2 separate regions of the Mus musculus genome follow, and region 2 is linked to region 1. Evidence: chromatin contacts called from public promoter capture Hi-C data. All regions are on one chromosome and are shown on one strand. The core of a region is the stretch at or near the end of the contact, and the rest is flanking DNA. Distances in the headings are between cores, read along the strand shown.

Evidence for each region. Promoter capture Hi-C pulls out the DNA fragments that hold promoters and counts their contacts.
Region 2: a contact with region 1 is called in a promoter capture Hi-C map of 3T3-L1-derived adipocytes, with 4 times the contacts expected there. The contact joins the enhancer-like site here to the promoter of Tg in region 1. A contact is called at or near these places in 7 of 39 promoter capture datasets (the 3T3-L1 cell line, 3T3-L1-derived adipocytes, HPC-7-derived erythroid cells and 3 more), 2 of 115 datasets of contacts at active chromatin or transcription factors (large pre-B cells and thymic regulatory T cells) and 1 of 9 other capture datasets (embryonic stem cells).

What each region holds. Positions count from the first base shown.
Region 1 is chr15:66,669,420-66,672,254 of GRCm38.p6, forward strand. Tg (thyroglobulin) reads left to right here and starts at 1,351. Exons shown (of 48, transcript NM_009375.2): 1 at 1,351-1,442; 2 at 1,890-1,998. The coding sequence starts at 1,373.
Region 2 is chr15:67,144,587-67,147,421 of GRCm38.p6, forward strand. All of the region lies in intron 2 of St3gal1 (ST3 beta-galactoside alpha-2,3-sialyltransferase 1), which reads right to left. Among named protein-coding and RNA genes, the nearest start is that of Gm31400, 24 kb to the right of the region's middle. Within about 2 kb of position 1,390, at least 158 of the 459 cell types and tissues checked have an H3K27ac peak or open chromatin away from gene starts, as enhancers often do. A contact at or near this core is called in 3T3-L1-derived adipocytes and thymic regulatory T cells, where this site is marked.

The DNA of each region.
Region 1 (2,835 bases), core at 101-2,600:
ACCCATAAGCCACAGAGAGGAGACTCAGAAACAAACCCTGACACCTTCCTTTCAGTCTTCCAGTCCCCAGAGCTCTGAGGAGAACCTTGGCCATTGTGTAAGCCACTAAATCCACAATACTCTGTGATGGCAGCCCAAACCAGCTCGAATGGTTGACAATTTGGGGCATTTATGTCAAGCTGTGAAAGCCATAGTTAACCTGCCTGGTCTCTCCAACATCCCCTCTTGGTCTCTATCCAGTGCAGTGTGAGCCCTTGGTGTCTTCCCAGTGGGAGACAGGATCTCTTCCCACAATGCTGCTTCCTTTTCTTAAGGATACCATTATTCAGACTCTGTGCCCCTCCTCCACTCCACCCTTGAGACATCATTCACTGGCCTCTGCCCTTTGTCCTGCCCTGTGTTCTGTGTATTTGTCGTTGCCCCGCATAATGATGCCCTTTGCACATTGAGAAAGTAATAACAGCAATGGTGATGGTATGGACGAGCCGCCTTCCTCAATTCTTTGTTTGCTCCCTTGAAGAGAGCCTGCAGACAAGTAGGTATGCATGGCCACTATCTTCTCAGCTTCGTTTAGAAGAAGGACACCTCCTTCTTCTCAGGAATAATGGTCATTTTCATACATTACACAGGGGCAGCTGAGAAGGAGAGAAGCTGATCCTGACAGTGCATGGACATATGGGCCTTATGTGTGAAAGAATCCCACTGCCTGCCTCTGCTAGCTTGGCTTGGCAGGGTTAAGTCCTCAGAAAAGGGGGACTAGAGAAAGGTGTGCACATATACATGTGTGCTCATGCATGCAAGAGGTATACTTGGATTCCTTCAGTACGATTCTGAATTCAATATTAATGACAACAGAATTGTCCTGTTTTGTTTTCTGCCATGGCTTCATTTTCTACAGTATTACCTACAGATATTAGGCTTTAAACAGAAGGAAGGAAGGAAGGAAGGAAGGAAGGAAGGAAGGAAGGAAGGAAGGAAGGAAGGAAAGAAGGGGAGAGAAGGAGGAGACAGTGAGGGAATCAGGAGGAAGAGGAGGTATTTTATCTTCCACAGTTTTATGATCGAACTTCTGTCACTCCTAAGGGTACAGAACCCTGGCATTTGCCTGTAAAAAAAAGTTTTAATGCCAACCTCACATTTCTTGTCCCCATAGACTGGAGTGGTCACCCTACTGACCACTTGAGTATTCTTAGTGGGACCATACTCAAGAAGAAGGAGTTCCTGTGACTGGCAGAGAAAACAAAGTGAGCCACTGCCCTGTCAAGTGTCCTTGAACAGGAGAGCACTGCTTGCCACTGTGCTATAAAGGCTCCCTGATGAGTAGACTCAGATGGGACATTGCTCCTACCCCTTCATCCCAGTAGGGGACAGGATGACGGCCCTGGTCTTGTGGGTCTCTACTTTGTTGAGCTCAGTCTGCCTGGTAGCAGCCAACATCTTTGGTAAGTTTGCTAATGCTGAGGCTATGAGTTTGAGGAGGGAGGTTTCAGTCATATGGTTCAGCTAGGCTCTGGCCAGGGCCCTTAAGCATGCCTGATCTCATCTAACCTCACAAATGCCCAGAGGCTAGATATTTGCTCTTTGCTGCTCAGATGAAAGAGGTTCAGAGAGATGAGCTGAATCGCCTGAGGTCCCAGAGCTGGATATTGAGAGTAGTGATAAAAAGCTAGGAGAATGAAGACATTCCCATCACCTCCCAGGAAAGCACAAATGATTAAATGAGCTAAAAGTATCCTGGGGATGGAAATAATGGTTTCCAGTAAGACTGGGAAGGTGAAGACTGTAAAGTAAAGGTGTCTGTGTCAGGGGTGGGAGTGGGGTACGGGTGTAGGACTGGGAGGAAAGGGGCAGACCTGTACCCTTCTCACATATCACTTCCCTTCACACAGAGTACCAGGTAGATGCACAGCCACTCCGCCCCTGTGAGCTACAAAGAGAGAAGGCCTTTCTGAAGCAGGCTGAATATGTTCCCCAGTGCTCTGAAGATGGAAGTTTCCAGTAAGAGTGGCTATATTAGGAGCTCCAGGGTCCTAAAATACCCTGGAGAACCTCTCACATCTTATCCCTGTTATCCCCAATTGTATGGATAAGGTCCTCAGACTCCTGGCCTATGTTGTCATTTTCCGGGGGGAGGAGCTCCTTCTCTATCCTCCCATCTAGGTATTTTGTTGGAGAGACTCTCCATTGAGGGGCTCTCCCCCAATTCTTGCTGAAACTTTATCATAATTGCTTTACAACATAGTGTGTATGGCTTTTCATGAGAAAGCCCAGATAGAGGCAAGGGTGCTCAAGGCCCCCAACCCCCAATTCTCTGGTAGGGCAAAACAGCAACTGCCCCTTACTTGGGCAACCCAGTTTTCATACCTTGCCTGGGCTGCTAGGCCATTTCCCTCCAGGGAACTCTTCTTTGAAAGGAGCTTTTGCAGGTACCCAGACAAATCAGAGGTCCTGGGACTGTATTCCTCCCTGTAGATGAGACTATCGTCTAAATTCCTCTTCTCTATGGTGCAAGAGACCTTATTCCCCTCTGCTGTGGAGTTACATGCAGAGTCCTCACCTCTAGCTATGGAATACTCTTCCTGCTTCTGTATCTTACTCAAGCTTCCTATAGGCCCAATCTGCTGGCTAATGCTAGTCAGAACCACTGAGGATTCAAGATTGTGAGGGAGGAGTTAAGAAGTATGTACGCCTCCCTTTTTTGCCAGCGTTGTGTATGTTTCTCTCTGAAGTTTCAGGCCTGCCTTGTCCCCAGGAGGATCTTTTGTCTCCCTAACCACCTTCTACCCCAAGCCACCCTGCAACTCGCATTGCTGCCTCTCCTGCCTTGTGTGATCA
Region 2 (2,835 bases), core at 140-2,639, 480 kb after region 1:
CAGGCATTCATAGTATGTCTTCAGGCAACTGTCACTTCAGGATCTCTGCAATGGTGTCTGGGGAACTCCCTTCCTCCTCCCAAGGTGCAGCTATGTCTGAACAGGAAGGCCAGATTGGTGTCAGGTCCTAAAGAGTCTCATGGGTAGAGACACTTGCACCTTGGTTCAGCTCACACTCTGGGCATTCAGGCAGAGAGTCCTGAGGGAAAATGTTCCTAGCTGAGACTCCGTGGGCTCTGGGCTGGACCTGGGGTTTCCTGAGTTGATTTCTAGGTATCCTGGTGCTGCAGAAACAGCAGCACAATGCAGGAGACAAACTCACAGCTGTCACCAGCCTAAAGAGGGACTTCAGGAAATCAGAGGAGAGCAGGTGGCTCTTAGCAGCTGGTCACTCATGTGTACCCCACCTTTGCAATTACATTCTGTACATTTTGTACCTCGGAACATACTGGTGGTTCTGTCCCCCTGTGTCTCTCAATCTGGGTACAGAGGCAGGAGGAACTGGTTACTAAATACTCTAAGTCTCAGAAATAAGAAGCAAGTGAATTGCTGGAGTGACCAGTGGGGTTTGTTTAAAATGGCTTTAGTATGTGCACAGGACATTTAATGTATTTATAAATGCATATGATACACATAACACAATGGTAAAATGCAGTGCATATGACCCAGTGCTTTTGTGGACATACATATATGCATCACATGAATGAAGTAAGTACATGCACATCTATGCATGCATACAAGGTGAATATGTGTATAGAAATACATGCACACATGCATGTTCTGTAGCCTTTCTGATCTACTTGCCCCTTGGAGTTTTATTCTATTAACTTGTTAACTCTTAAAATCATCCTTCATGTAGGTCTTGTTATGTCAGTTTATAGAAAAAGGAAGTGAGGCATAGGAAAAACTTCAGCAGCTGGGTGTGTACATTGCAGCTGGGTGAGGAATTTCCCCGAAGATGCCTTTCCTGCCACATGCAAACCCATCCCTGGGGCACTCTCTCTCTCTCTCTGTGTGTGTGTGTGTGTGTGTGTGTGTGTGTGTGTGTATGACCCTCCCTTCCCTGGCTCATTCTCACATCTAAGTCATGGGTAGCTGATGAAGTGTGGCTTATGCTAGGAAGTTCTTCTGGACTTCAGGACATTTAGAAGAGCCAAAGCTATTTGGATTCCACCAGATGCTGGAATCTTGGAAGCCCCTGAATTCAAAAGGGATGTGGGCATTCCACCTCTCATGGCCCATAGGCATTCTCAATTTCTTGGAGCCCTGAAGTACCACCACCAGGTACAAATGACCCGCAGGCTCGGCAGACATTTGGAGCAAGCACCCACGAGCCACGCTTGTTGCAATAATCCTGTAGATTATCAACAACCCAAGATGACCCGAAGTGGGTCACAGTCCAGTGTAGCTCATTAACTGCTAGCAAACATCCTGTCCCACCCACATGCTAGCCCCTGAGGAATGCAAGATTGGAGAACAGGTTCTCGTTCTATCAGAAACAAACTCCCTTGACTCCATGCCCTGCCTCTTCTTTGTTTGACATCTCCTTGCTCCTGTTCCTCCATGACCTGGATACTGAGCCCCGAAGAAAAAAGATCCACTTGCCTGTTACACGATCTCACAGTGCTGTGGGATCTTCTTGGGTTTTTCTTCCCTGTCCCTCTCCCAGCCTCTTGTGATCATCTTCCAGCTTCTGTTCCCAATCTTCCTGGCTTCCTTCCCCAGCAAGGTCACAATTGCAAACAGGTGGGAGAAATTCTGAAAGCAGTTCCACTGGTCCTGGGAATGCATCCCCGGGACATAGTACAAACGAAGGAAAATGCTCACAACATCACAGGGCTGGTAACAGTAACCAGCGTGATCATATGTATTGATGTGCATGACACACAAGTACGCAGCAATAGAGGGATGGAAACTTCCAAGTTCTACTGTTGTTTGCTAGAATATTACACAACCACCATGCAGTGCAATGATTTTTCAAGGTGATTCCAGGAACACTTTTAGAGTGACTCTCCTTGACTCAAGCATAGGATTGAAGGGGGATGGGGAGAGACAGAGTCTGACCCGTAGAGGCCCTATTGAGTACACTGCCCATCTGCAGAGACTGCTAAGTGCAGGAGGGTGATTCTGTTCTAAAGGACAAAAAGCAAAAGCAAGTTTGCGTCACCAGCCTTAACTTAAAGGTCCTTTTCCTGCTTTTTTTCCCGATCGCCATTACTCTCAGCACAGAGGGTAATTTCAGTGCTTAGAAAAAGTGTTTACACAAAAACCATTGAGCAACATAGTGACGTGTCTTCCCCGAACAGCCTCTTGGACGAGCTGTGGGATGTAACACAAAGGCTTGCCAAATGGATCTCAGGCAGGCTGGCTCTGTTACCCTCCCCTTCCCCTTCCTCCTCCTCACCCAGCCATTGATTTCAGAAAGGGCTGAAAACTATTTGGGTGTGCTTGCTTAGTAAAGTGGAAGCATGTAGGAATGTAAGTAGTAGCTATTTGGGCCAGTATCGAGAAAGAGGAAAAGTTCCCAAAGTCAAAACACCTCAAGGCCACAGATAGAGGATCTTTGGTTTCCATTGGCTTAAAACTAGATCTGAGGTGGTGTCCAGGGTGGCAGGGACCTGAGGAGGCTGAAGAGGAAAGACAGATTCCCAGGAGTCCTGCCTGACCCCCACCCACTCAGCTAGCTGCACTCTGAGTTTTGTGTTTATTGATGGAGCCGGTGGGCCAGCCTGTGATTCTGAGAGCAGTGGGGAACAGCCTGGCATTGGAGTACATTTTCTAGTGCATTGGGAATGCCTAGACTTGCCTGGTCCATCACCTTCCTTGGTGCTGGAA